7 separate regions of the Mus musculus genome follow, and regions 1, 2, 3, 4, 6 and 7 are each linked to region 5. A link is a contact called in public HiCAR-type, HiChIP or PLAC-seq and promoter capture Hi-C data. All regions are on one chromosome and are shown on one strand. The core of a region is the stretch at or near the end of the contact, and the rest is flanking DNA. Distances in the headings are between cores, read along the strand shown. Region 1 holds the start of Frk (fyn-related kinase). Region 2 holds the start of Ccn6 (cellular communication network factor 6). Region 3 overlaps Lama4 (laminin, alpha 4). Region 4 holds the start of Fam229b (family with sequence similarity 229, member B). Region 5 holds the start of Hdac2 (histone deacetylase 2). Region 6 overlaps Fyn (Fyn proto-oncogene). Region 7 holds the start of Fyn (Fyn proto-oncogene).

The links. Promoter capture Hi-C pulls out the DNA fragments that hold promoters and counts their contacts. HiCAR-type assays count read pairs that join an accessible place to other places. HiChIP or PLAC-seq counts read pairs in DNA pulled down with a chosen protein or histone mark.
Region 1: a contact with region 5 is called in a promoter capture Hi-C map of cranial neural crest. The contact joins the promoter of Frk here to the promoter of Hdac2 in region 5. A contact is called at or near these places in 9 of 39 promoter capture datasets (the 3T3-L1 cell line, 3T3-L1-derived adipocytes, the C10 cell line and 5 more).
Region 2: a promoter capture Hi-C map of liver shows a contact between it and region 5, with 11 times the contacts expected there. The contact joins the promoter of Ccn6 here to the promoter of Hdac2 in region 5. A contact is called at or near these places in 8 of 39 promoter capture datasets (the C10 cell line, cranial neural crest, frontonasal cranial neural crest and 4 more), 1 of 484 Hi-C or Micro-C datasets (pre-B cells) and 4 of 115 datasets of contacts at active chromatin or transcription factors (embryonic forebrain, embryonic midbrain, kidney and 1 more).
Region 3: a contact with region 5 is called in an H3K27ac HiChIP or PLAC-seq map of epiblast stem cells, with 16 times the contacts expected there. The contact joins the enhancer-like site here to the promoter of Hdac2 in region 5. A contact is called at or near these places in 5 of 39 promoter capture datasets (cranial neural crest, frontonasal cranial neural crest, maxillary cranial neural crest and 2 more) and 4 of 115 datasets of contacts at active chromatin or transcription factors (embryonic forebrain, embryonic stem cells, epiblast stem cells and 1 more).
Region 4: a contact with region 5 is called in a HiCAR-type map of astrocytes, with 14 times the contacts expected there. The contact joins the promoter of Fam229b here to the promoter of Hdac2 in region 5. A contact is called at or near these places in 16 of 39 promoter capture datasets (the C10 cell line, the HPC-7 cell line, HPC-7-derived erythroid cells and 11 more), 10 of 115 datasets of contacts at active chromatin or transcription factors (astrocytes, craniofacial prominence, differentiating embryonic stem cells and 7 more) and 2 of 9 other capture datasets (liver and pancreatic islet).
Region 6: a contact with region 5 is called in an H3K4me3 HiChIP or PLAC-seq map of stem cell-derived neural progenitor cells, with 10 times the contacts expected there. The contact joins the enhancer-like site here to the promoter of Hdac2 in region 5. A contact is called at or near these places in 4 of 39 promoter capture datasets (hippocampal neurons, liver, maxillary cranial neural crest and 1 more) and 4 of 115 datasets of contacts at active chromatin or transcription factors (astrocytes, embryonic forebrain, large pre-B cells and 1 more).
Region 7: a HiCAR-type map of astrocytes shows a contact between it and region 5, with 8 times the contacts expected there. The contact joins the promoter of Fyn here to the promoter of Hdac2 in region 5. A contact is called at or near these places in 5 of 39 promoter capture datasets (hippocampal neurons, liver, pre-B cells and 1 more), 1 of 115 datasets of contacts at active chromatin or transcription factors (astrocytes) and 1 of 9 other capture datasets (liver).

What each region holds. Positions count from the first base shown.
Region 1 is chr10:34,481,404-34,485,363 of GRCm38.p6, forward strand. It overlaps Frk (fyn-related kinase), which reads left to right and starts at 1,997. Exons shown (of 9, transcript NM_010237.3): 1 at 1,997-2,185; 2 at 2,342-2,966. The coding sequence starts at 2,602.
Region 2 is chr10:39,161,171-39,165,125 of GRCm38.p6, forward strand. It overlaps Ccn6 (cellular communication network factor 6), which reads right to left and starts at 2,624. Exons shown (of 5, transcript NM_001127376.1): 1 at 2,423-2,624. The coding sequence starts at 2,470.
Region 3 is chr10:39,105,597-39,109,411 of GRCm38.p6, forward strand. Lama4 (laminin, alpha 4) reads left to right here. Exons shown (of 38, transcript NM_010681.4): 37 at 366-485. Among named protein-coding and RNA genes, the nearest start is that of Fam229b, 26 kb to the right of the region's middle. Within about 2 kb of position 1,440, at least 12 of the 459 cell types and tissues checked have an H3K27ac peak or open chromatin away from gene starts, as enhancers often do. A contact at or near this core is called in epiblast stem cells and stem cell-derived epiblast-like cells, where this site is marked.
Region 4 is chr10:39,132,082-39,136,010 of GRCm38.p6, forward strand. Fam229b (family with sequence similarity 229, member B) reads right to left here and starts at 1,825. Exons shown (of 5, transcript NM_183254.2): 1 at 1,742-1,825; 2 at 166-297. It overlaps Tube1 (tubulin, epsilon 1), which reads left to right and starts at 1,942. Exons shown (of 12, transcript NM_028006.2): 1 at 1,942-2,026; 2 at 2,125-2,198; 3 at 2,907-2,959. The coding sequence starts at 2,002.
Region 5 is chr10:36,973,293-36,976,828 of GRCm38.p6, forward strand. Hdac2 (histone deacetylase 2) reads left to right here and starts at 1,252. Exons shown (of 14, transcript NM_008229.2): 1 at 1,252-1,511. The coding sequence starts at 1,460.
Region 6 is chr10:39,501,138-39,504,818 of GRCm38.p6, forward strand. The region is part of intron 3 of Fyn (Fyn proto-oncogene); the gene reads left to right. Among named protein-coding and RNA genes, the nearest start is that of Gm40627, 87 kb to the right of the region's middle. Within about 2 kb of position 1,409, at least 48 of the 459 cell types and tissues checked have an H3K27ac peak or open chromatin away from gene starts, as enhancers often do. A contact at or near this core is called in astrocytes, embryonic forebrain and stem cell-derived neural progenitor cells, where this site is marked.
Region 7 is chr10:39,367,865-39,371,847 of GRCm38.p6, forward strand. It overlaps Fyn (Fyn proto-oncogene), which reads left to right and starts at 1,935. Exons shown (of 14, transcript NM_001122893.1): 1 at 1,935-2,326. It overlaps Gm31616 (predicted gene, 31616), which reads right to left and starts at 1,748. Exons shown (of 2, transcript NR_168583.1): 1 at 1,631-1,748; 2 at 1-741.

The DNA of each region.
Region 1 (3,960 bases), core at 747-3,246, 2.5 Mb before region 5:
TTCACTACTCATGGTTCAACTGACTGGTGGCTCTGGCCGCTTGGGCAAGTCACCTAACCTGTCTCAGCCTCAGTTTTTTTCTCAAAACAAAACAGAATTACATAGCTCCTTCATAGACCTTGTTCTTTAAATACTGAATCATTTACAACATTCCTAGTGTGGTTCTGGGAACACAGAAAACCCTTGAATGCCGATACATATGGCTGCTGTGCTCTTGCCAGTCCCTGGCCATTCACCTCAGGATTCAGGCAAGCCGGAGATGAATGACCGGGAGTAAGAGAGGCCATTGAAGACTGTGGAATTTTCTATTTCCTGTTCAGTGACCAGTTGTCATTCAGATGGAGTTTGTGTGTTTGTTTCTTTGTTTTGTTTTTTTGTGTGGAATAAATGAAAAGAAGGCTGAGCAGACATAGGTGACTGACTTGCTGAAAGCAGCCAGAGAAGGTGTCAAAGACACCTGTCAGGCATCAAGCTTGGGTGCCCAGGAGAGTTCCACTGTCACCGACGTGAAAAAATCTTCTCACACTGGGTCAGGTTCCCAGGCCACTGCTTTCCTGACATCCTTGGGTTGTTGGTGCTATTTAAGTCTCTTCACCTCCTCAGGGGATGGGATGGGCTGTTTGTCACTGTCATTTCCCACAATGTTTTGACCTAGTCACAGTGAAGGTATATTTAAATTTAGGGTAGCAAGGCTGGGTGTGGTGGGGCACACCTTTAATCCCAGCATTCGGGAGGCAGGAGGCAGGCAGATTTTGAGTTCGAGGCCAGGCTGGTCTACAAAGTGAGTTCCAGGACAGCCAGGGCTATACAGAAAAACCCTGTCTCGAAAAAACCAAAAACCAAAACCAAAAACAAACAAACAAACAAAAATTTAGAATAGCAAAGGGTTTGGAGTCTTAAATCCACTTAAAGTTGAGTTTGGGTCCACCTGTGCTTAGTAGACCTTCTCATTCTTTCTGTTTCTACATCATGTAGATGTCCCAGGAAAGACCACAGCATCTGTAAGCCATGTTTAAAGAAATCAAGAAGATACCACACTTTCACAGTTCATGGTGTTTGGTACAGAATATTTGTTATGATTCATTGGTATCATGATCACTATTTTCATTTCTGTGTAAAATAAGGAATTACACGTGCAGTCTGTTTTAGGTCTCATGGTATTAAAATAAAACAAAATATGTCTCAGAATTTGGCTTTATGTGTGTGTGTGTGTGTGTGTGTGTGTGTGTGTGAGCCATGTGTGATGGATATGTGTCTATGTATGGGTGTACATATATGTGGAAGACAAAGAACATTGCGGCCTGCTTTGTCATTTGCAACCTTATTTCCCTTAAGAAATGGTCCCCTCCCGAGGTTGCCTGTTTCCATTTTTTTCTGCTGGCCCTCAGTGCTGCAGTCCCAGAATGTCTATCTTAACCTGAGCCTGAGTTGTTCTGAGGTCTCACCACAACCCCACGGAGTCAGCATGACTATGGACCTGAAGTCCAACTTGAAGAGACAGCATCTCTACAAATGCTCTTATCAGCCTGCCACCTGTTTCTCCTGTGTGTGCTTGGGTACACGTGCTACAGAAATAGCGATGTAAGGGGTCAGGAATGAGATGTCTCTGTGGGAAAAAGCAGCCTTTCGGGTTCTCAGCATTTTGCCCAGCTGCTTTGCTACTCTTTTTTTTTTCACCAGAAACTTCTGAGGCTATTAAAATCTATTCCTAGTGATTAAAAAAAAAAATGGTAGGGACTCAAAGGCTCTTTTTCAATTGCCACATGTCTGGCAGATCCTACCTAAACACCCAGTTTTCTCCTTTTAAAATTTTCTCTACCAGTATCAAAACAATCCTACTCATATTTGTGAGGAAATAAATCTCTGCCTTGCATTCTGTGTAGGGAATATAGCAAGACAGATAGCCATCTGGGCTAGCCTGTTTCTCTGGGTTTTGGCTGCTTTAAGAATCTGGCTTCTTGGTAAGGGGGCTGGTCTATCCTGGGTGTGGGAGGAGGGAGCGGGAAAGCTGACCTGGGAGTTCCTTTTAGATCAGACAAAAAGAAACCAGGAAGTTAGGAGGAATTATTACAGTCTGTACAGCTCAGGATGTTAAAGGCGATAACCTCCACGGCCTGGTTATTCATTAGCAAGAAGGAAAGCTCCGGAGAGAGCAGAACTCTCTCAGCTGCAGGCTTGAAGCAGGGTGAGAGCAGCTGGAGCAGGCCGGGCTGGGAGCTTGTTCCTGGAGTTAGTCTCTCTCTAACTTTTTCCGGGGACAGAGGGAGAGGTGGCTGTTCTTTGTTCTCAAATGTCCCTCTAAATAAAACCCTTTTTATTTTACTTATTGTTCGGTGCCCAGGCAGTCAGGAAGAAGCACCTTCCCACTGGACCTCCAGCTCAGTCCTCTCTTGGTTTTGCCTCAGGGCAGCAGCTACAAACAGAAAGCCAGCTGTGAGTGTCTTGGCCAAGCCCAGATCTGCCGGAGAGAGGAGAGATCCGAAGCGGGAGGTATGGTGAGTTGCAGCTGATTTGGAAGCTGCCTGGTGGAGGACCGTGGCTCTGTACAGCTTGTGGGGAGAGGACTATCCTCTCCTACAACTACTAAGCTAGAACAACACCATGGGCAGCGTCTGTGTGAGACTCTGGGCATACCTGCAGCCTTTTCTCCCGTGCTGGTCTCAAGAGGCAGACAAGTCAGTAGTAATTGAGAATCCAGGGGCCTTCTGTCCCCCAGAGGCTCCCAGGTCACAAGAGCCCGAGAGAAGCCATGGCCAGTATTTTGTGGCTCTGTTTGATTACCAAGCACGTACTGCAGAGGACCTGAGCTTCCGTGCCGGCGACAAACTCCAAGTCTTGGACACTTCGCATGAGGGCTGGTGGTTGGCCAGACATTTGGAGAAGAAGGGAACCGGCTTAGGTCAGCAGCTACAGGGCTACATTCCTTCCAATTACGTGGCGGAGGACCGGAGTCTCCAGGCAGAGCCGTGAGTAGCACCGGCCATACTTTTTTCTTGATTCTTTCGGGGTTGGATACTGAACTCTGACTCTCCTTCCTTCCTATCCACGGACTCTCATTCACAGATCGGTCCAGTGTATGGAAAGGCATTCTAGAAGCTGTTAATTGAAGCATGTCTTTCTCGCAAAGTGAGAGAGAACTGCTAAAATGACTTTGATTATAGTGGGCACACCTATGGTCCATCTAATACTCTCCCTCTGCCTCACTTTCAATAGAACTACATTTTCATTTACGGGCAGCTATAGTCTCTCCTAAACCTACTTTCAAATCTAAAATCGGAGGCTATTTGTTTAGTTAGTGTAAACTTTCCAAGCATTCCAAACTAATGCTACAAATCCTGCAGTTGACCACAACCATTTCCATTATGGTAGGCTCACAAGTGGGCTAATTTACAAAGACAACAAAACAACTACACAGTAGTAGTTTTTTTTTTTTTTTTTTTTTTCCTGGTGAAATCATAACAGAGAAAACTTTCTTGGTGTTCCTAGATCCTGAGGTATATTCAAATTACGAAAATAGCTTTTGGTTTTTAGGATTAAAAAGTGGCCAGGTATAGACAGCAAATTTTAAGAAGAAAAATCACGGAGATATTTCTTTCAATACTAGACTAAGATTTCATCCTGAAAAAGTGATTTTAGAAGGGGGGCCGATGATGAACACATCTAATTATTGCTTTTTGCCTCAGTTCTAGTTATCTGTCTCTGATCGTGGAGGTTAAACAATGATCTAACCTTGTAAGAAATGGACTACAAAAGGTTGTTTAATACATCTTACAGACGGAAATGTCCCTGCAAGCTCAGGTTCTGAAACTTTTTCTCCAGCTGGTGGCGCTGCGTTTGAAGTCTGTGGAAGCTTTAAGAAATTGTGCCTGGGTGGTGGGCAGGCCTCTGCAGAGTGTAGCTAGCCTTTACTCCATCCTGCTCCTGTGTTTACTGCTACACCATACAGTCTGTCACATGCTC
Region 2 (3,955 bases), core at 1,374-3,873, 2.2 Mb after region 5:
TAAAACAGAGCTGAGCTTTGGGCCAGCTCTGTGATCTTAACTAATTTCCTATTATTTGTTCTTTGAGCATCAGTCTTCTGTGAAATGAGCTTAATATGCTCTTGGTACAGTTGTTTAGACAGTTAAGGTGATTAAGATAAGGACTAAATGTCTGGCATAGTGTTTGATATCTAGTGGCTATTCACCATATCAGTGATGTCATCAAACCCTTGGTTATGTTTGTAAGTGTGCCCCAGGAAAGTTTGGCCTAGGGGTAAAAATAGAAGAATCAGTGCCCCAGGCTTGCAGGCAACCAGTCTAGATGAAACCACAAGGCCCAGTTTCAGTGAGAAACCCTGACTCACAAAATAAGGTGGAGAGTTAGAGGCAGGCACTCAGTGCTGTACACTGACTGCCATGTAGACACAGACATGAGCACATGCATGTGTGCTCACACTTATGCCATATGTACACACACCCCTGGTCATCACTACTCATAAGTGGACTCTGGGGGAGCAGCTGTCAGGAGTGTGCTGACCTGACCAATGGATTCACACATTTGTAGATTCGCAGTTGAATGGACAACTGGAAGACTGCACCTTACTGAAGTGCATCACTGGGGCTGTATCAGTACATCTTGTCTCCTGCCTCTACTAGCTCACAGGTGATTCCACTAGGCTGCTCTCAGGGACCTAACATCTGCTTACATCATCACCTGCCACCATCACCTGCCCCTGCCACCAGGTGCAGCAGATGCAGGCTGTGTATAAAAGGACTGCCTGACACCCAGCTCTCTCTGTTCTCCACATTCTCTCTCTCTCTCTCTCTCTCTCTCTCTCTCTCTCTCTCTCTCTCTCTCTCTCTCTCTCTCTCTCTCTCTCTCTTTCTCTCTCTCTCTCTCTCTCCCCCCTCTTTATCCTTGGAGCCCCTTTCTCCCCTCTCTGCTGCCCCCCATCATGGATCACTTGATGCCTCTACTCCTTCCCCAGGCCCCCACTCTTCTCCCTTCCCCCAATAAACTCGCTTATACCAGATCTGTTGCATGGCGTAATTTCTCAGGGGCACACCTTGCCTCTTTATATTTCATAACATCCTCTTTCTCTGTTTTTTCTCTCTGTGAGATGAGTTGCCTCCTCTATCACACACTTCTGCTGCCATGCTGTGTCTCATCAGAGGCTGAAATGTCCAGCCAAGAACCATGAACTTAAACCGAGAGCCAAGATAAACCTTCCTTTAATTATTTTTCAGGTATTTTATCACCATGACCAAAACAAAGCAAAACAACAAACAAACAAACAAACAAAAAACCCACACATAATTAAGGCAAAATTAATCACGAATGATAATTTGTGGTCTAAGTACAATATCTCTTTGTATTTGCACTTGTTTTCTATTCTGTACATTTCTCTGTGTGCTAGAATATTTGCTGTTTAAGAACATGCTCTAAAAAAAACTAAAAAAAAAAAAAGAACATGCCCTAGTCCTCAGTTGACAGTAACCACCTGCCTCTCCTGAGAGTGTAGAACAGGAGAGAGCTGGGCACAGAGCTATTGAAGAAATGTCCTCCAGCTGTGCCAGCAGGAAGAACCCATCGCTGAGATCCTTCTTAGGAGCCTTCTGAAACCTCACACCTCTAGACGGTATAACAACTCCCCTTACTGTATAGAATACCTCTGCTGCCCCAGCCATGTTCAGCTCCAACTCCTTACCCTTCCATGTTTTCTATGTCACCGGAAGAGGTCAGAGCCAGCAGTGACCTTCATGTAAATAAATCAGCAAGTAACTCTGTCTGCTTTAATCTTCTCAATCAAAAACACTAAGGCAATGAATTGCTCATTTTAAATTAAACTTCATATGCTCTGCCCTCCGAATTATTTAGAGCTTCCACGGACAGATTCACTCACAAAAAGTGAAAGACCCAAGGCTTGAGAAAAGATAAAGTAAAAGTTTAACACTAAATGTTCCTTCCTAAGCGTTCCTTTCAAACAAGGACAGGCTTAGCTGGGGGAAAAAAAAAAAATCATTGCCAAACCCGTTTTTTTGCCAGGAGCTCTTTGCATGCTACAAGCTGTGAAAAGGCGAGCCCGCCTGCCCTTGTGTTCGCCCGCCCGCGCCTGCAACCTCTCATGAAGGGATCATGTTTACAGCTGTGGCCGTCAGTGCTACCCATCCGAGAGCTGGGGTGGACTGTGTAAATAGACATAAGGGAACACTAGTGGACTGTTCACACATTGCAAGAAGGCTTCAGTGTGTACACCTCAAAGGGGGAAGTGTCCAGCATCGAGACGAAACTCCCAAGCTAAAACTGAACGTTCTGGAAAGGAAAATGGCTCCCCATTTCTCATTAAATAATTACCCGTATATTTCCCCCATTTCTACCTTGCAGCTGTACTTTGGGCCTGGAGATGTACAGCTGGAGTCTGAATGTGAAACAAGGACTTACCTGTGTCAGCCCAGTCATGAGCAGAGTGCAAAAGAGGAGCCTACGCATGATGCCGGGAGGATGGAGAGATGGAGAAGCGCCAGGCACAAAGCTCCCCTGTCTCCTGCACAAGGAACCACGTCTCCACCTCCTGGGCTTCAGACTCCCGGGTTGCACTTTCCGTCTGAGGATCTGTCCCAGTGCCCTGCGGATTTCACTGGACTTCTAGAAGCTCCTTGGGTCTGCACGGTGTGCGTCAGGAGGGGCCAACACCTTCCTACAGGGACTCTGCGAGAGCAAGTGGAGGTTGTTCTCTGAGGGAGGACGGACATCCTGTTCTTGAGATCCAAGCCCGTCTTCCAGGAGTTGGGTGGCATTGGACATCTTTCCCACCTTGCCCTTGGTCTCTCTGATTTCTCTGCCGGGTGTTGGTCCAGTCTCTCCCCATTTCATGTCACTTGAGTTTCATGTCCTACCAACAGCAGATTCTAGAGGCCTTTCCTGAGCTGGTGAGCAGCCCCCACCCCATGTCGTCCTATACTCCGACACATCTCACCCCTGGGGCAATGGTAAGGGGTTAACCTAGTGGGTGTAAGTAGACTCCCCACAGCACATTTGCTTAAACTAGGCTCCTATCTGCAGTTGTAGTTTTGTGGGAGACAACAGAAAATTAACCCTAGGTTTCCCCAATTAGGTTTTCCCAATTAGATTTTCCCAATTAGAAAATTGGAGTGAGAATTTTTTTTAACATACGAAACACTACAAGATGCCCATTAATACATATAATTTTGTTTTTGTGTATCAGTTAAAACAATCTTTAAAACTCTAAAAAGTAAGTTACTCTGAATTTGAACCATTTCTCCAGAAACACACCATGTGTGCACACACATGTGGCCACCAGCCTGTCCCCTCCTGTGTTGTCACCAGGACAAGAGTTAAGAGTATCCATTTTAACCTTTGTTCTTTCTCTGTCCAAGTCTTGTCTTCCTGAAGATCCAGCAGGCGAAACCTACCTTCCCACAGCTCTTCTCCCTTTGGCCTGTCACGTGATCTACAGTGTCCGGGCCTCTTTCTTCCCACCCTTATGAGCATGAATTTAGCACATAAGTAAGGCCTCCCACAGCGGTGACCTCTGGGAGGCTGTGCTCCCACAGAGCCAATAGCACATGAGCATGCACACATCACAGTAGCCTGCAGCTATATGTGCACTGGGCCACCCAGATGGTACCCTTCTTAGTTAGGGGTTTACTGCTGTGGACAGACACCATAACCAAGGCAACTCTTATAAGGACAACATTTAATTGGGGTTGGCTTACAGTTCAGAGGATCAGTCCATTATCATCAAGGTGGGAGCATAGCAGTATCCAAACAGGCATGGTGCAGGCATCTCAAGGCAAACAGGAGAAGACTGACTTCCACACAGCTAGGACAAGGGTCTTAAAGCCCATGCCCACAGTGACCCACCTATTCCAAAAAGGCCACACCTCCAAATAATGCCACTCTCTGGGCCAAGCTTATACAAACCTCACAGTACCCTTTTCATTTGCCACCCTA
Region 3 (3,815 bases), core at 190-2,689, 2.1 Mb after region 5:
CCTCTGAGCCATCTCTCCACCACTACCACTTCCACCCTCAGCTATTCTTAATAAACAATGAATATAGATAATAAAAGCATGAATATGAATACTACCAAAATAATGCCAAAATATGTCATAAAACTTTTGGAGCAAAAACAAACAAAACAACAACAACAAACAAGTAGCATGGAATCTGATTGTCCCCTTGTCTAAGGAAAATGTCGCTATAATTACTCAGTAATTATGCTTCGACATTATTGCTGTATTCAATGATAGAAGAGTATGGGGATTTTTATTCTGGAATGTGTTGGTGTTGTGATAACTTATTTCATGTAAAAATTACCCTGGTATCACATATAACCAGTCTTTGTCATGCTTTTCAGTTATTAGAGATTCAAACGTGGTTCAGTTGGATGTAGACTCAGAAGTGAACCATGTAGTTGGGCCGTTGAATCCAAAGCCAGTTGATCACAGGGAGCCTGTGTTTGTTGGAGGTGTTCCAGGTAAGCGCTTCTGAGAATGTACACACTTCTGAATCCAGAAAAACCCAGTAAGCCCTTATCACTGTTGTTATATTAAGAAGTGAGCCTTGTATTTTCGTAACTCACCTAATAACTCAAAGGGTTTTATATGCCATTGTCCTTAATAGGAAAGAGCAGCAAAGAAGTAAACTTGATCCCAACACTAAAAAAAAAAAAAAACAAAAATAATGTACCAAAACTTTAACTCTTCATTCAAGATCAATAATACATAAAAGTATGCTCAACAGATGTGCGGTTCCATAGTGCTGTGCTTTCTCTCTCTCCTTCTCTCTCTCTCCCCACTTCTCATCCTTCCCCTTTAAATATCCTCTACACACACACACACAAACACTACAGAGAAAATTCACTTATGAATGGTAGTGCCATAGGACCCGAGAACGTTGAGTATTGAAAGTTCACTGACAATATCTCCCCTTACACAATAGGAAAGAGTGTGTGTTTCCCCTGCCCTGACTTAGTCTGAATGGTGAAAACAGCTGCAGACCATAGGTTATGTTGCTCTCATAGAATAGCATTCCCTAAGAGAGGTTTCCAGCTACAGTTCTGTAAACAGCTGCCAAAATGTCATCTCATTCAGGAGAGTGAGAAGGCACCTGTGGGCCGCCTGCAATTACTTTATACCCCTAGAATAGCAACCATTGCCTTAATGCTGAATACTGTTTTTATGTATTTCTCTAGTTTGGAAAGTTGAAAGTGAAAGCTAGAGAGGGGGTTATAAGATGGAGATATTTAAGCTTCTCATCTGGAATTGTGTGAGAAAGTAATCTCCTAACTAGATTTTTTTTTTTACACTATCATATAAAGGTAGTCAATAATTTAAAAAGAGAAAAATCTACATATAAAGTCAAGCATCTTACCCTGTGTGCTCTCAAAGCTGTAGTAACCAAGTGTGCCTCTTCTTTCTATGCTGATGTTTTCAGACGCCAGCTGTGCTGGTTTGAATGAGAATGGCCTCCGTAGGCTCAAATATTTGAAAGCTTAGTCACCAGGCATTATTTGCAAAGGATTAGGAGGTGTGGCCTTGTTAGAGGAAGTAAGCCACTGTGTGTGTGTGTGTGTGTGTGTGTGTGTGTGTGTGTGTGTGTGTGTGTGTTGGGGGCAGGTGTCTCTGAGTTTTCTAAAGCCTGTGTCAGGCCCAGTCTGTCTTTCTTCCTGCGGCATAAGGATCAGGATATAAAGCTCTCTGCTACTTCTCCAGCACCATGCCGGCCTGCATGCCACCATTCTTCCCACCATTATCATACCGGACTAAACCTCTGAAACTGTAAACAGGCCTCAATTAAATGCTTTCTTTTACAAGAGTCGCTTTGGTTGTGGTGTCTCTTCAGAGCAATGGAACAGTTAGAAACCAGCATTACCAGCACTGGTAACTTGAGAGCCAAAGGCATAGTTAAGACCCTCAAGAAGCAAAGCCCCTCTTGTGTTTCACACAGGCACTCACGCCAGTATCCCCCCGGTCCTCTGCCTCTGTTCTGGCTTTGATTCGGAAAGGGACTCTAGTAAAGGCCACCATTGCACCTCATGTTATTCCCGTGAAAACTGTCGCATATCAGTACTATTTCTCCACATTGCTTCCTTCCTAGACATCATGGTACAGCTTCAGCTATTTCACAGGTTCCCAGGGCACACAGGGTTAAATTAAACAAAGCACTCACCCATTGCCTCTTTGCCCTTGCCTCTGGGCTCCCTGTAGCACCTGAGCCTGAAGTTCCAGACCTTCCCACAAGGACTTGGGGATTCTATGTCTAGCAAATATTGCTCCTCCTTTTTCTGCAAGTACCGTTCCATGGAACAGCTTCTCCTTTTCCTCCAACCTAGTTTCTTATTGATCCTTTGGGCTTGCCCTTTTCTTCCAACCTTTCTCCCTAGGATACACACAATACCACTGTGTCAAGCCTTCATTTGATCTTGGAAACATTCTCTCTTAAAATTCTATGTTAAGAAGGTGGGGAAATGGCTGAACATTAAAGCGCTTGATGCTGAAGCTAGAGGGAGGCCTGGAGTTCAGATCCCAGTACCCACATAAAAGCTTAGTACTACCCACAGCGTGCATGTAGCTCTGACACTGAGGGCAGCAGAGACAGGAGGATCCCTGGGCATCAATAGGTCAATATTGTGGCTGCAAACAAAATAGTGTGCTTGGGGTTTGAGGAGAGAGCCTGCATCCAAAACATAAGGCAGAGAGAGATAATGAAGGACTCTTAACACATGAATCTTACTTCACACATAGGTACATGCACTACATACATATATGCACATACACCACACACTATCACACACACATAAACACAAAAGCAAATGTGTTCATTTTGTTAACCAACTACTCAGAACCCTAGGGCCCTTTTCTAACACTGCATATAATTAATTTCATGGTATATCATGCAGATCATAATTACTACATTAATTATTGTCTCCTGATGATTTTTCCGCATGAACCAAGGGCGGACAGCTCAGGCAGCATGGACGCCATGTCCCACTGTGCACAGGATGGCAGAGGGTTTAGAAGACCCCTCTTCTCCTGCTTTAGCTCAATTTTTATTCTAAGGATGAAGGACACTGAGCCTGCTGTACAAACGTGAAGCCATTGTGAATTAGATACAAATACAAGGAGCTGATCTCTGGGGTCCCTTTTAAACCTAAAACTTTTTGGAGACGGGGTTCTTCTGTGTAGCCTTGGCTGTTCTGGAACTCACTCTGTACATCAGCCTGGTCTCGAACTCACAGATCCACCTGCCTCTGCCTCCCGAGTGCTAGGATTAAAGCTGTGCACTGTCGTCACCAGGCTCAAGCTAGAGCATCATGCTTACCGTTCTAAAGGGGAAAGTGGTTTCCCTTCTTTATTTCCAGACACGGGTTCTGTGCACACTTACTCTGCACTGCATGAGATTGCACCAGGACAGCTGCTTGCTGCTGCTGGTTTGGTCTCCTGCTTTATCTGACTTCCTCAGTTTCAGGTTGCCAACTCTCTTTCCCGTTTTGTCTACCACTGCTCCCATGGCTGTGTGTTTATAAAAGTGAGCTTCTCTAAATGGATTTTAATTTCATAATATTTATAAGCCCTCCAAGTTGCTTTAAATTATATTGCTTCTATCATCCCAACACACCTAATTATATCGGTAGAACTAATAAATGCTTCTTCGAGATGCCTAATTACATTGGGAGAAGTTCCCTAACGTGTTGGAAGGAAGGCACCTGTGTCCACACAAAGACATGTGCTGTTTAGCACTTCCCTATTTATAGTTCTTAAGCCACGAGCTCAGAAAAATTAAATTTTACCTCATTTGAATTCAT
Region 4 (3,929 bases), core at 575-3,074, 2.2 Mb after region 5:
CAATTGCACCATAAAATCTTAATAATTTTTTAACAACAACAACAAAAGAAGCTTGCTTGTAAGATGGTAGACAAGCTGCTAATAAGCTGTTTCTGCCATCTTGGCCAACCTAAATGTGCCTACACTGAGGTCTTGGTGTGACTGGTATAGAAGATGGCACCTTACCTGGCTGTGAAGCAGACACATCTGATTCACTGCAGACTGAAGTTATCGGTGAAACTCATAAGGACTTTCTTACAACTCCTTGCTGTTGCGTGGCTTCTGGAGAATGACAGGAACTACAGCATGGGCAGAGCTCTGCAAAGGCCAGAACACCACGGGCGTTAGCACCAGAATCTATAGATTCGACCTAATAACATCACAGCCCACATATTTGTCCATGTTTGGCAAACTTTGGAAACCCCAGATTTGGGGACTTCAATATTAAGACCCAAAGTGTCTGACTACCTTTATCACAGATTGCATGCTTACCAAGAAGCGGGTAAGAGTAAATCCAGCAATTTCTAATTTTTCCTGGCTAAAATCTGCCCCCTTAGTTACAAGAGATGTAAGACACCCAAAGAGAAACATGGAAAGGCCTCTGCAATACATACACCCCACTACAACGTCAAAATTCACATCTTTCAAAACTGTGTAATAACAAACTAAGCTGTATCCTGGCGGCTGAATAAGGTATTCTAACCAATCAATCAATTATTGTGGCTCTTATCATGTTATATATCATATTACATATCATGACAAATTAATAGCAAGTATAATTTAACTTTTGCTAAATGAAGATTAAAGGTTTTGTAGTTTCTCAGAATTTCTGTGGAAAATATTAACTTCATTAAAGCATTAAAGTTAGTGAGGGGATTTGTGTGTGTGCACACTTATGGAAACAAGATGTGAAACATGAAGTGTTTTCCTTAGTTATCCTTCATCTTACTTTGTAAGACATTGTCTCCTATTGAGCCCTGAATCTGACACTCACAGTTTCAGCTAGACTCTGTGGATCTCCCTTCTCCAGCCTTCCAAGCCTAGAGTTACAGGCTCCCAGATTTTTGTTAAGTGCTGGGGTCTGCATTTATGTCCCCGTGCTTCAGAGACAAGCATTTTACTGACTGGGCCATCTCTCCAGCCTAAATTCTTAATTTAGTTCTTAATTAAAGCCTCATTTAATTTGCCCAGTAAAAATTCAATTTCTGAAAAATAACCTTTTTTTCCCCTTTCGAACTTCGTGCCCCACCCCTGCCTTTAAAAAATCTCGTCTACATTGTTCATACATCAAATCAAACGCCTTAACTTTTAACCCATCTTTTCTTTTCCTAGACCCTTGTTCATTGAATATTATGGCTCTCCTTGTCAGCGCCATGTAATATTTTAGGTCATATCTTTTGAGTGCATCGAGTGTATCTTCAATGGCATTGCCGGCTGTTGGAAGTTGGATTTGTGTAGATGTTTTGAATTATCCAGAAATCTTAAGTTTGAAGAGTGCATCGCTTTGGCCTCTGAACTTAGCTGTGGTATTTGGTCGGAGTGTACCTAGCTTCCCTTGTTCCCAGATAAGCCTATTTGTCTGGGGTGTCTCTGTGTTCCTCCACATTCGTTTTCTGTTAGATAACGACACTAGCGGGCATCATCCTGAGAAATCGGACCCACTGTCCTGGCTGTTTAGGCTGTGAGCCTCTCAAAGCCCGTGATCAAAGTTAAAGTCCCTTATCTTAAATGCCTCTCTGAAACCTAGTTACCCGTCAGTTACCAGGGCCTCCGGAGCTGCAGATGCTCAAGGATGTTGACAGGGCAGCTAGGATTTACCTGCCGGAGGCCCAGTCGCTATGGTAACGGCTAGCCGCAAATGTGCTTGCGCAGAAGTCCTGGCCGTAAAGAAACAAGGGCATTACGACATTGGCTACTTGCGGCAGCGACGTGACTTAAGGCCGCCCCTCGTAGGGCGTCGTTGAGCTCGAAAGCTAAGGCGGGAGTTTGGGCGGGAGTGCTCCTGCTGGTCCTCCCGGCGGAATGACCCAGTCGGTGGTCGTACAGGGTGAGCTACCCCCGTCCGCGGGGACCGGGTCGCTGCGGAGCCAGTCACCTGGTTGCCTTCCTAATGCACCTCTCTCTCTTCCTCGCTACTGGCTGCAGTCGGACAGTGCGGGAACCAGATCGGCTGCTGCTTCTGGGACCTGGCGCTGAGGGAGCACGCAGCGGTCAACCAGGTACCCGCCCCTCCTGCCTGTCACCCGGGCCTGCCAGAGTTCACATGAGGTTTGGGGAGGGGTGCTTTGGATCCTGCTACGGGGCCCTGGCTGACCTGGGACTTGCTGTGTAGATCATGTTCTGGAATTTGCAGCGATCCATCTGTCTCTGCATCCCCAGGACTACCACTATCATGCCCAGATTACTTGGGCTTTTTAATCAGTACCATAAATTGCATAGGATCTTCTCATACCGGTCGTGGCTAGTTTCTTTTTAAACGTGTTGCTGTAAGTCACAGGCAGAAGGCACTTGTCAGGAGTTTGGTCTTAAGTTTCCCTGATCTTTAGCAGTCTCCTCCTCCTCCTCCTCCTCCTCCTCCTCCTCCTCCTCCTCCTCCTCCTCCTCCTGTTGTTGTTGTTGTTGTTGTTGTTTTGAAAGACAGTAGATGCTATAGATGAAAGCACTATAAAGTAGGTAAATACATCAAACGACCAAGAATCCCAAGAAATTCCCACTTGGAGTACCAGCTGTATAATCCTACAGGGTGTGCTTTTTTCATCACTGTTAAACTTAGTCAGGGGTTCTCTTGGCATTTTACCTTTAGATGTAATTGGAAGAGTCGACCTAGGTTTCTTTTTCTTAGAGCCCCTTCAGCGTTGTAGAGTTGCTACAGCTAAAAGGGTTTTAGAGAAAATAAACGTAAATGCTATAGTTTGTTTTGTTTCTAGAAAGGAATTTATGACGACGCTATAAGCAGCTTCTTCAGGAATGTGGATACCAGGTAAGTGGGTGAGTCTGTCTCCGCTTGGTAGGACGCCTCCTTTCCCTGTCAGCAGAATCTTAGAGGATAAGGAAACAGTTGCCAGCTAGGACGGTGTCTGCTGTTCTGATCAAAGCGTATTCTCATAGCCCATTTTCATACCATTCTGCAGAACAGCGCGCTTCCTTGATAGACTTCCGTAAGAAGCCAAAAAGAACCTTTAAAGGGACTCCCAGTAACTTTGAAAACCTGACGTTTTCACTGAGGGTGCCTGCCCACTATGGTATGAGTCTAGCGGGGGCCAGGTTTTGAAAGATTATTTTGCATATTACTTGCCCTCAGAGTATGCAGAAATGAAAGAGGTGGAAACTGCTCACAATGTGTGTTACTTTTCGTTTAGTGTAAGATACAGATGTTAGAATCCTTTTGACATTTGAGATATGCCTGGGTCTTTTAATGTTAAATCATTAAGTTTATCCGTTTTCAAAGTTCTCTATAAACCAGCTGTAGTGGACTTATCCTGACAATTACAATTAAATATCAGGCCTTTCCAACTTTGTAGAAATTTAGTTTGAATTTGTTCACTAGATGTTGGAGCCATTATCTTCTCGGGAAACCTGACTTTGGTCTTGTTGATGAATCCCAGAGCCTCCAGTACAGTCAGATTAGTCAAATTCAAAGAACTGGGAGGTTAAAACCTGGAGCGTCATTGTTGGGGATGGACAGTATAAACTCAGGCCTTTTGAGTCATAAGCATACTTTTTTATTGTTTGGATCAACTCTGCCAAAGCTACATGCTATTCAGAAGGTGGGTAGAGACATGGTGGTGTGAGATTGATTAAAGTGAATTTCCACAGCGGCGGGCGCAGTTGTTCTCGTGGGGAGGGTGCTGTCCTTTAGATCGCTTTACTTACTTGAGACCTGGAACATGGTCTCCCTTACGTGCATGCACTCAGACCTGCCTTTGCAATATCCCTTCACACATGCTTCC
Region 5 (3,536 bases), core at 2-2,501:
AGCTCTCTCCACTGTGGTCCCTGACCCAACCACGTTAATCTCCCAGGGTCTTGTTAAAACTGTAGGCTTGGGAGAGAAGTGGTTGTGGTGAGGGGTACCTTGGAGTAATTCTAAGTCTCTTGGGGTTAAGCCTGGAAGATTGGTGCTTTATGTATTAAGAGTCCTGGGGATCCGAAAGTAGAAAAATAATGATTTTTGTTAGTGACTCAGTATGGTTCTTACTTCAACACCTCCTCTTAAGGGAGGAAGTAGTGTGTGCATGTAGCTGGAATTTTAAATAATAACAGTTCAGGTGTGTGAGTATTTCATTAGACAGTCAGCTTCCATCCTTTATGCATCCTTTAAGCAGGTTGGTTTAGACAGGTGCACAATAAACGCCAGGCTATTAAACACAGGGACTCCAATATTTAAACCAATTCTTTTGAATTGTCTGGCTAGAAGCACATCCAGTCTGATAAAGTAGACAAAGCACGTGGAGTCTTGAAAAGTTCGACACCCCTTCGGTCCTCAGATGACTATTATTTAGCAATTGAGAGCACTATACTCCTTCTTTTGCCCACACCTATAAGGAGATGGACATGGCACGTACATCCCAGCACTTTTGACAGCTTTAAATGGTGTTTATTACGAGCAGGTATGGATGCTGGGAACAGTGCTTATACCGAGTCCTGGAAATGCTTATTAAACCCAGGAGATACAAGGAGTCTGCCATTAACCTCTCTGTAACTCAAGAGTAGTTATCAGGAGCCAATGAGGGAGAACAAGAGAATTGAAACACGTGGGAATATCGGACCACCAGGTAGCGGGTGTGTGTGTGGGGGGAGGCAGCCCTAGGGAGCTCTCAAGCCGAGGCCCCTCGGGGTCCCCGCGGCACGTGGCGGGCTCGGGCCGGAGCGTCGCGGCGGTGGGGGAGGGGAGCGGCATGAGCCCTGGAGGAGGGGTCTAGACTGCCCGGGATTCGTTTGAGCAGGCGCGGAGTGCGCAGGCTCGGCCCAGGCGCAACCAGTGCGCGTAAGACCGAGGGGTGAACCTCACTGCTGCGCGTCCGGGTCTCTGAGCAAGGGGCTAAAGTCCGCTTGTGCGCACCTCCGGACTGTGTGTGACTACCCGTAGAAACACTACTGTCGCCCTGGCCGGTGGCGTCCACTCCGTCCCGGTCGCTCCCTCCCGACCGTAGTTGTGGTGCCCCCCTCCGCGCAGCCGCAGTGGTCGCTCCCGCCTCGCAGCCCCGCCGCCCGGAGGCCTACCCCTGCCGAGTGTCGCGCGTCGGCGCCGCTGCCTATCCCGCTCTGTGCCCTACGGCCCTCCCGGCACCCGCCGCCGTCCCGCTCCGGGCTGCCCTTGCTCCGAGGGCTGCAGCACCGGCCGTCCCCGTCAGCCCTCTTGTCTGGCCGCCGGGCCGCGGCGGGCGGGAGCAGCCGGAGGAGGAGCCGCAGCCGGGAGGCGGCGGCCTGAGCCCATGGCGTACAGTCAAGGAGGCGGCAAGAAGAAAGTGTGCTACTACTATGATGGTGAGTGGCCGAGGAGCCTGCAGCCGGGATGCGGGGAGGGCGCGGCGGGGTGTCGGGGGTGGCAGCCCGCGGGGACACCAACACGGCCTACCCAGCGGTGGCGTCTCGGGGACGCCCGCCTTCGCTCCTCTCGGGTCCTCTCGGGCACACGCAGGTTTAGGGTGCACTGCCTCTGACCGGTCTCCCGAGGAACCCCAGTTGGCACCCTGGGCCTGACTGCACAAAGCTGGCGTCCTGGAGCTCCGCCCCACGTCCCTGTCCCCTCCCCCGCTCTCCCGGTCCCCCCTTCTCGCCCCCGATCTGTCCGCGCTGCGCTTCCAGCCTCACCCGGGACCCCGGCACCCGGGTGGGGCTGCGGAGGAGTTACTGCTGGCCGGTGGCCAAGTTCGCAGAGCGGCGCTGTCTCGCTGGTGTTTTGCGTGGACTACATCCCTCGCCTTTGTTCGCGTTCTTCGAGCTCCACTTTCTCAGGGTTCAAATGGAAGGGCTGCACTTCCTCGGTGACAATTAAGGGGTTTTGAGTTGGAAGTAGGTAGGTCGTTGGGAAGTGGTAGGAGAGAGGAAGCGTGCAGTTGTTCTTGTTTGATGGGTCCTGGCATGTCTCTATGGGAGGTTATTACCTCCCCCTTCTTTGTTGCTCTTTGTTCGATCTGCTATAATACCCTGCTCTGGGGGGTTAGGAAAGAACACCGGCATCTTGCTTAGGAACTCTTCTACTGTGGTGAAGACCTTGCTGCAGGAAACTTTGAGAAGTGGACTAAATATTCACAATGCAGTGAACGGTACAAGGTGACTGTAAGGATTTTCTAATTTGGAGTATAAGTAGTAATAGTCTCTGGGTTCAGTTACACCAAATGGAATGGTGCCCTGCCTATACAGATTTCACCCAAGACATCAATAGATAAACCATTGAGAGAAGTAATAAGGAAATTTGACAGAACTTTCGAAGCTCATTGATTGAACGCTTGATCTCCACAAAGCAATATGAAATTGGGAGCGTTTTCTGTAGTTGTATTGAAGTCACAGTGTTTGGAGAGGTAGATTAGAGAACTAGGCTGAATGAAACACTTAAACTTGTTAAAATAGTCGTGCATTTTCTTGGTTTGACAGAATCTTTTAATACAAGCTTTAAATAAAATAGCCACCTGTCATTGGCTGGAAAACCAAAAACCTTACAGAAAGCTAGGCCAAAATGGAAAAGGCTGTTTTGTTTTTTGAGACAGGCTCTAAGTTGACCTGGCTGTCCTGAAACTCACTGTGTAAATGAGGCTCTAACTCATAGAGATCCACCTGCCTCTGCCTCCCAGATCCTGGGATTAAAGATATGTGCCACCATGGCCTGGCTTAATTGGAAGTTTGAGAGGACTCAAACTGTATTGCATGTTTATTTGAAGTTACACCATCATGGAGAGCAGAGATGGGAGAGCATGTCGGTTTAAACATGAGTTACATTATGACGTTGGGGTCATAGCAAAGCCCTGACCTGCATTCTCTGATCCATTGGAAATTACAGCCTTTCTAAAGTAAAGTCCTGCTCTTGTTAGAGTCAGGGGAAAGGTTGAGCTGTTGGGGAACAGCTCAGTCTCTTCAGCTGTCAGCTTCTGTCATCAGTGATGAACTCTAAGTCCCATTAACTTTCACCAGGCCTGATGGAGAACCAGAGAGGACTCTCTGTCTTGAACAGCTCCTTCCTGGCTTCATGCGTAGGGATGAGCCTTTGCTGAGGAGTGGGATAGACATTGGTCATGGAGATAAGGTGTGGAGGGAGGCATTTTTCAGTCATGTGATTTTCGACTTATGCCCATGCAGCTGCTTTACCTAGTTGTGAGTGACCAACTGTATAATTGATGGTGGAAATCTGCTGAGTTATCTATCTGTGGTTCTTACTTGACTTGTTTTTAGAATGTACTTAACTTATTTTTATTCTGACTATTTGCATTTGGGGGACGCTAACAAAAATTGAAGATATATAAATTGGTGTCATAGTTAAGCTAATTAACATGTCATAGCATGCTAGACTACAGA
Region 6 (3,681 bases), core at 159-2,658, 2.5 Mb after region 5:
ATATAAATGTATGGTGGCTCATAAAACACGTGTGCCGCCTTTTTTGATTGACTTAGGTTTTTTTAACTGACAAGGTCAGGCTTCAGTCATGCCTTCAGTGCGTTAGCAGAGGCGGTAGCAGCTCCTTCCTCAGAGTAGCCAGTTTGTCACCTCAGATGCTCTTCTCCAAGGGCTGCTGGGAACCAGTGCTGGCTGCCTGCAGGTGGCTCCATGTTCTTCTCTCCCTCCTTTCATTTCCCCTGGGTCTTGGGCACTGGGCAATCCTAAATGCTGACCTCTTATGAAAGACCAAAGGATTGCATAGCCAGGCTCCTCAGCAGGAAGGAAACTCAAGGAAGGCAGAGACCCCCACCCCCTTCCTCCCTCTCAGACTCTGTACCATGAAGAGGAGGGAGGAGGCTGGCTGGCGTTGCCTCTCTGCCTCCTTTGTCACTGCTCTTTGCTCTTAGAAGCCCAGGAATTCAAGCTGAGTGTGTTTCCCAACTGCCTGGTTTATCAACATTCACACCAATCTGCTGCTGCAGCTTTGAAATCCTAAATCACTGCTGGATGCAGAGGCTGCTGCTGTGCTCCTGCGTTCCTTGTAGCTTGGAGGAAGTGCCAACACGCAGTCCCAGTGGTTGGGAGACACAGGGCTCCCTGTCATTCTTCAGAGGAGACGCCTGCCTCACTTCAGACTTGCAATGCAGATGGCGGCTGGCAGATTCTGCTGTGGCTGTTTCCACAACCGTGCTTCCGAGCAAAGGGGCAAGCGATGGGGATGCCACGCCCACTGTCCCAAGCTTGCTCCTTTCGATGCGCTTTTCATGTTTTGTTTTGTTTTTTTTTTTTTTTATTACACTTTTACTTAATCTGTGTGTGTGCCCGGGCAAAGCTTCCATGCAAGGCGTGGCATGGAAGAGTGGAGGTCAGACAACTTGGGAGCCATCAGTTCTCCCCTCTAGCAGGAATCAAACTCAGACCTGTGGGCTTTGCAGTAGGCATCCTTACTCACTGAGCCATCCCACCCTCCGGCCATCTGCTTCTGTGAGAGCTGGATCTTCGTGACTAGTGCTACTGAATTAAAGGAAGAGAAAGAACCCCCTGTTTTCTGAAAGGCTGGGGCTCATGCAGAATCATCTGTCCAGGAACCCCCATGCTGACTGGGGGGATCTGCGGAGTGAGGTTTTGTCCTGCCTGAGAAGGAACCTCCTGGGCTCTCATCCTCCTCCTACCTATAGAAAGGACATTGGCGATGCCTGTTCAGGCAGCCGCTTTGTTCTAGTGTGTTTGCTTGTGCCTATGCCAGGTGACACTGTGACTCCTGGCCCACCGCCAGTCCCGCTACAACTGTTACTAAAACAGAGGAGGCCAGAGAGCCAGGCTTTGCGACTGAGCCGCAGATGTGACACTGGCTTTCCTGCTTGTGCTAGTTTGCGACTAGAAGCCCGTGGTTCTACAGAGCATGTGCAGAGTGGGGGAAACAAGCCTGACTGGATATGGGCAGTGAGAAGTGATGTATCCAGCAGACCTTAGTGTTTCAGAAGAGTGCTAAGTTGTATAAAGTGGGGCTGCTCCCTCCTGTGCTCCACCGGGATTCAGGAAAACTAGCTCAAAAGTCAAAGCTAGCTGGGCAGTGGTGGTGCAAGCCTTTAATCCCAACACTTGGGAGGCAGAGGTAGGTGGATTTCTGAGTTCGAAGCCAGCCTGGTGTACAGAGTGAGTTCCAGGGCTACACAGAGAAACCCTGTCTCAAAAAAAAAAAAAAAAAAAAAAAGAAAAAGAAAAAAGAAAAGTCAAAGCTGTGTCAGCTGGAAAGGGTGAAAACAACAAGCATAAGGACAAATCCCCCTGCCTCTACAACCAGCAGCATCCAGAGAGTGAGTGCTGGTTAGACCTCCCTTCCCTAGGGCTGGCCAGTACACAGCTCAGCCCAGTCCAAGCCCTCAGTTCCAGGAAGAGCCTGCTTAATTAAGGATTGTCATTCCTACATGGTTAGGGTCTCCAAGCATATAGGACTTAGAACTGAAGCATATTCATTGCCCCCACCTTGTCTGCCTGTAAGACTCTGGGGAGCCTTAGCTTACCTGGGACCCCCTGAGTGAACCACGTGAAGCCGGGATCGATGCAAAAAGCAAGAGGAATTTATTGCTCCAGTGCACTGGGGCCATCCCAGACCCGAAGGAGTGGTGGCTACTCCCAATATCCCAGCGAGTTCTTATATGGTTTCCAGGGGCAGAATAGAGCATCAGCAACTAGGCACAATAAGATTGGTGGAATAGTGCACCCTTTAAACTGATTGGTCTTTAGGGAATGAGGTGACAAAGACTTTCCTTGTCTGAAGGTGGCAACAGTCAGTACTGTGGAATGTGTCCCCACCGGCAGGTCCGATCCTGCCATGTGGTCTGAGAAATGGTAATTAGCCTCTCCCTTCCGGAGGGTCAGGTGTTTCATGACCTTCCCAAAGTTCCTAAGCTGACCTTTTCATGCCCAGGTCTGGCGTGATCACCCATTGCGTCCTCAGGTTTGACATCAGTGCCTCTGCTTCCCTTGCCACAGTAAGGTTTCTGCAGCTCTCTCTGTGTGTTCTCACTGCCTGCTTGCTGCACAACCCCTCAGCACCCAGCAAGGAGTAGAAAGCACGCTCACTGCTCTTGACTGGTTAGCTATTGTGCCTTCCAGAAGTTGCCTCTTAATGTGCTCCCCTCCCATCTCCAGTTTTATGCTTTATTACTATGTGATTGTTTCAACTTACATACAAATTCAGTTGAGAACTGAAACAAGGGAACTTGAACTCATCAACATGGTGCATTCTCACAGTGCAGTCTCTGTCACGCGCCTGCGGTGATTCAGCCTGTCCCCCTAAAGCGCATCGCAGGCATCCATTTTGTAGCTGGAATGGCCCAGTGCTGCCTTGACACAGCGCACTGCTTCAGAGTACTCACCGTGTCTGTTTTCTCCTCTGCTTACCATTCTGTCGTAGACATACCTTATAAATTCACCACCTCTCATTAAACACTTGCATGTTTTCTAATTTCCAAAGTGATGAACAGCATTTTATAAAACCTCACTTAGCACATACTCACAGGCCCAAAGGCAAGCCTGTCTTAGGCCCCTTGTTGACATTACCAGTTTGGTTTACCAGAAGTCCCCACAGTACTGTAGGAGCAAACTCATTTCAAGGGACCCTCTGTCACTGTTGGGTAGAGGATTCATCTGTGAATTTAGTTACTAATTAAATCACTTACTAATCTAAGTGTTTCCCTGATTACTTGTGGAAACTGGTGTTTCCCCTAAAGCTTCAGTGGTGTGGGGGGAGAGGAAGGTGCTACCAATAGTGTTCCCTCATTTCCTGCCTAGTTGGTTTGTCTTATCTATATAAATCCATTTTTTAAAATATCTATCTACAAAATAAACTTGTACATAAATGTGGATAACAGAATTATTCAAAGGAGGAAGTATCCAGGATATTCATGATTTCTAAATGGATGAGCACCTTATGATATAGTCATACAGTGACAGATATTTAGTGATTAATGTAATGATAACTTTAATACAATGCTATATTACTACACTGCAGATGAATCTTAAATGCGTTGTGCCCTGATGAAAAATAGAACGAAACCAAGGTTGTGTATCATGTGATTAAATCCATACCAAATATCTGGATTAGGCAAACCCACAGAGACCTAGGTAGGTTAG
Region 7 (3,983 bases), core at 685-3,184, 2.4 Mb after region 5:
AATATACATTGAAAGCAAAACAGGAAACACAGATTAGACAAACCAAAAAAGAACACTAGACTAGAAACAGGGGACTTAAAGGTGAGAGAAACAGAACAAACAAAAACCCAAGCAAATAACAACCAAATCTAAGAGAAATTCTAGAACAATGTCTCTCCATTTGTTGGGTAATAGATACTGCCTGTAAGAAAATAAAATTTCAGGTTTAGAACAAAGCATGGCTTGCCTTGGGTAGGCTGAGGACACTGTTTAAGTCAAATCTACTTTGATGACCTTTGGGAGCAGATCAAAATGGGAAATAATGCTAACATCTTTCCAGGGCTTTCTCACTTGTTCACAACATCAGCAAATCTTCTTGTGGAGACAGAATCCCTTTAAAGCTATCCGGAGGAAGAGTTGTGGGGTTTTCCTGTTTTTTTGTTTTTATTTATTTTTTTCAAAAGTAAGTAAAGAGAAAAAAACAGAACAGAGTCTTGCTGGGAGTTGGTTAATTTGTCATTTAATCATTTTGCCTCTTATTGGTCCACTAATTACGTGAAGAAGCTATTATGCTGCAGATGCCAAAAATGAGACTCCTCTCAAAGAAATTATTAACAATGGAGTGACTTAGTACCATCTGCTCCAGGTTTCAGGAAGAGATCGGACATGGAATTCCTCAGTGTCACCTTCTCTTGTCCTCAGTTTCCTCGTCCATCACATGAGGATCATTTACTGAATAGCAGCAAATTTCTCAAAAGAGCACTGCGGAAAAGACAAAGAAAAAAAAGTCAGCAAAAGAGACTGGTATTTTTAAACTACAGGGGAAATGTACTGAGCAGGAAAGATAACACAGACCTTGAGCGCCTAAGGAAGCCAAGGCTGCTTCGCTTAAACTTACTTCTTAGAAGATTAGATTTGCTGAGGGGGAGGGATGAGTTTCTTACCAAAATCATTAAAGAAAATGATTCTGAACATGTCTTAAAACAGAGTTCTCAGTAAACAGGAATTGCCTATAAAGAAAATCAGGAAGGCAAAATGTTTCTTTTTATGAAGTTACATCCTGCCATAGAAAAGCTGAATCGGAAATAAAGACTGCAGACCAACCCGGCTATTATTTCGTCAAGGAAAATCTGAGCAAAAAGCTCAGCTCAGCCACCAGCGAAAACAAGAAAACCAAGAGAAGTTTGAATGCCCCAAGGAGCCAGACGAGCAATGGCCACTGGTAAACAGCTAGGGAAAAGCACAAGCAATCTCTACTGGGTGGTTTTGGGACTCTTTGTTGCAGGCCCCTTGAATTTCAGTCATACTTCTCTTTCACTTTTCCTGGGGTAGGTGTGGGGGGGGGGGCGGGGAGCATATTTGGGTACCCAAGAAAATGAGACTAACAAGTCATTAATTTCTTACTATTTGTTGTGCGTTTGCTGGTCCTAGCTTTCCCAGTTTCTGCAATGGTACTTCTCTACTTTGCTCCTCACTTCCCTAATTTGCCATCGCCATTCTTAACACCTTTCCATTTTATCCTCCCACTCTCAAAGGCGAGGCTATCTCTTTGGAGAAATAGGTTCCCATGGCTGTGAGGCTGGAGTGGCAGGTGCCAGTCTCCACTGGCAAAGTGGAAAGCAGCTCATTCCCTGCGCACTCTCCTGCCCACCTCACCAACTCGCAACTCCACACGATCCTCAGACACACAACTCTTCCTTCTCCGCCAACCTCGCATCCTCTCACACACCCTGTGGCCGTGCGCACCGCAGGCTGCCCGCCACCACTGTAAAGCTCAACCCACTCGGCGGCCCCACCCATGGCCGTCCCGCCTCCGACGCATTCACCAATGGCTGCCGGCGCTCAGCCCTCAGCGGGCCCTTTGATAGGGCAGAAAGACCTGACAGTCTCAGGGCGTGTCCCGCCCCCTCTCGAACCCCTCGGGATCCGGAGCAGCCCGAGCATCAGCGAGAGTAGCTGCGAGAAGCCGCGGCGGTGGCGGCGGCGCGTCGGTGCAGTTGCGCCATCTGTCAGGAGCGCAGCCGGCGGGGAGGGGGCTCCGCAGAGAGGAGGAGGGGTCGCCGTGCGCCGGGCCTCCGAGACCCGCCCGCTGGTCAAGAGCTCAGCGAGGCCGCCTCTAGCCGGAGCGTTTCGAGGACTCCCCGGGCACACACAAAGCCGCCACCCGCGCCAGGGAGGGACCGGGCTGCCGGGCCGGGGACACCGGCGCCGCCCCCTCGGCGCTTCGCGAGGCCCACGAGCTCCTGGGCCCCGCCGCGGAGCCGCGGGAGCCGCCTGGGCCGCGCCGGAGGAGGGCGGGGAGAGGACCATGTGAATGTGCTCCGGAGCTGAGCGCCAAGCCAAGCAGGTAAGCGACAGGGGATGCGCGGAGCCTCGGGATGCTGCGGAGACGCCCGGCCCAGCGCCCCCGCACGGGCTGCTCCCGCTGCGGTCCCGCCGCGCAGCCTCCAGGGCGCCCCGCGACGCAGGACACTGATGCGGGGTGCCGCCCCGAGGCTGCGCAGGCACCGGGGTGTCTTTCCTCGGCCGCCGGCGGGTGCCGGGTGGAAAATAGGAATTGGCTTGGGGGTGAGGTTGGCCCAGCTCCGCCCCCGCCCTCCTTTCGCGGCCCCCCGCGGGGACCAGGGCTGTGTGTGTTGTTTTAATGTCAGGGATGATGTAATCACTTAATAATTGATGCCCCGTGCTGCTTTCCTCCCCACCCAACCCCTGCCCCACTCCTCCACCTCTCGGCTTCCTCCCTCGGTGGCCCTTGCCGTTCCCCAGCGCATCCTCCTGCCTATTTCTGGAACCTCCCTTGCACTTCCCCCACCCTCCCCTTCACCCTTCCTGTGCTACCACCCACCCACCCTTCCCCTTTCCCCTGTGTCTGGCCTTGCCTCCTCTTCCTCTGTCCCCCCACCCCTTTTGCTCTCTCAAGCTTATTTCTCCTCCCTTCTCGACACGCTGGATTTCCTCCCTACTTCCCTAGGTCGGTAGACGGTTTTGTTTGGTCTCCTCTAGGCTCTCTTATCTTTGAGGCCACAGGGACTGACTGAGCTAGAAAGAGGCCACCAAGCTTGGGCCCAGGAGGCGTTTGCTGGGACTCACTGGGAGGAGGGATAATAAAATCACCCGTTTTGCCCCTCCTTCCTCTAATAAATCAGACTCATTCTGTGTGTGTGTGTGTGTGAGTGTGTGTGTGACACAAAGAGCCCTTTCAGTTCATAGAGGAGAGACACATAAAGTACCCAGGGCACCATGCTTCTTGTGTCTCATCCCTGGGGCGTCCCTTTCTTTCTGGTGAAGCAGTTGATCTCTTAGTCTTTTCTGCCACACTTACCAAAAAATGAAGGCTCCCGGATCCCGGGTGGCAGGTGCAGGCATTTAGCTGTGTTTACAGACTGGTAGCATTGAGTGGCAACTGCAGTTTTCTCTATTTAAGGTGGTGGTGGGGGGGATTATTTCAGCTGTTTTAGGAGTTGCTATACTTTCAAGGAACCTTCCCCTATCCCTCATTTCCCCCCTTTTCTTCTTGGGGGATAGTTACTGATACCTGAGACAGGATAAATTGATGAGGGATCAGAAGAATTTTGTGTCTGAGTCAGAATCAAACTGTTTAACACGAGTGAGGCAGCCTGACTGGATTCCCTAAAGTCCAAGGCCTCTTTGCTGAGTGAAGTCTTTTGAAATGTGCTCTGGTCTGCCCAGCAATGCTGCCTAGCCCTTTTATTTAAGAAACTGGGGCCATGGATAGCAAGCACTTGGGCTGGCGTTTGGAAGACCCTGGAGGTGTACCACTTGTCTGCTTCAAGGTTGACTTTGGAAGCTCACATCCGGCCTCTCACCCTTTGTGCTCAGTCTCCCTGTCTGGCTCTACCCAGTGAGTACCACACATTCAGACTTGGAGGAAGTGGTTTCAACTCTCACACTTTGGGTCTAGTTAATTATGAACAGGGGATGTAGATGTCTGAGTTCAGAACCTATGGTGTTCCTCTGAAGGTAGAAATGTTAATGTAAGTCTC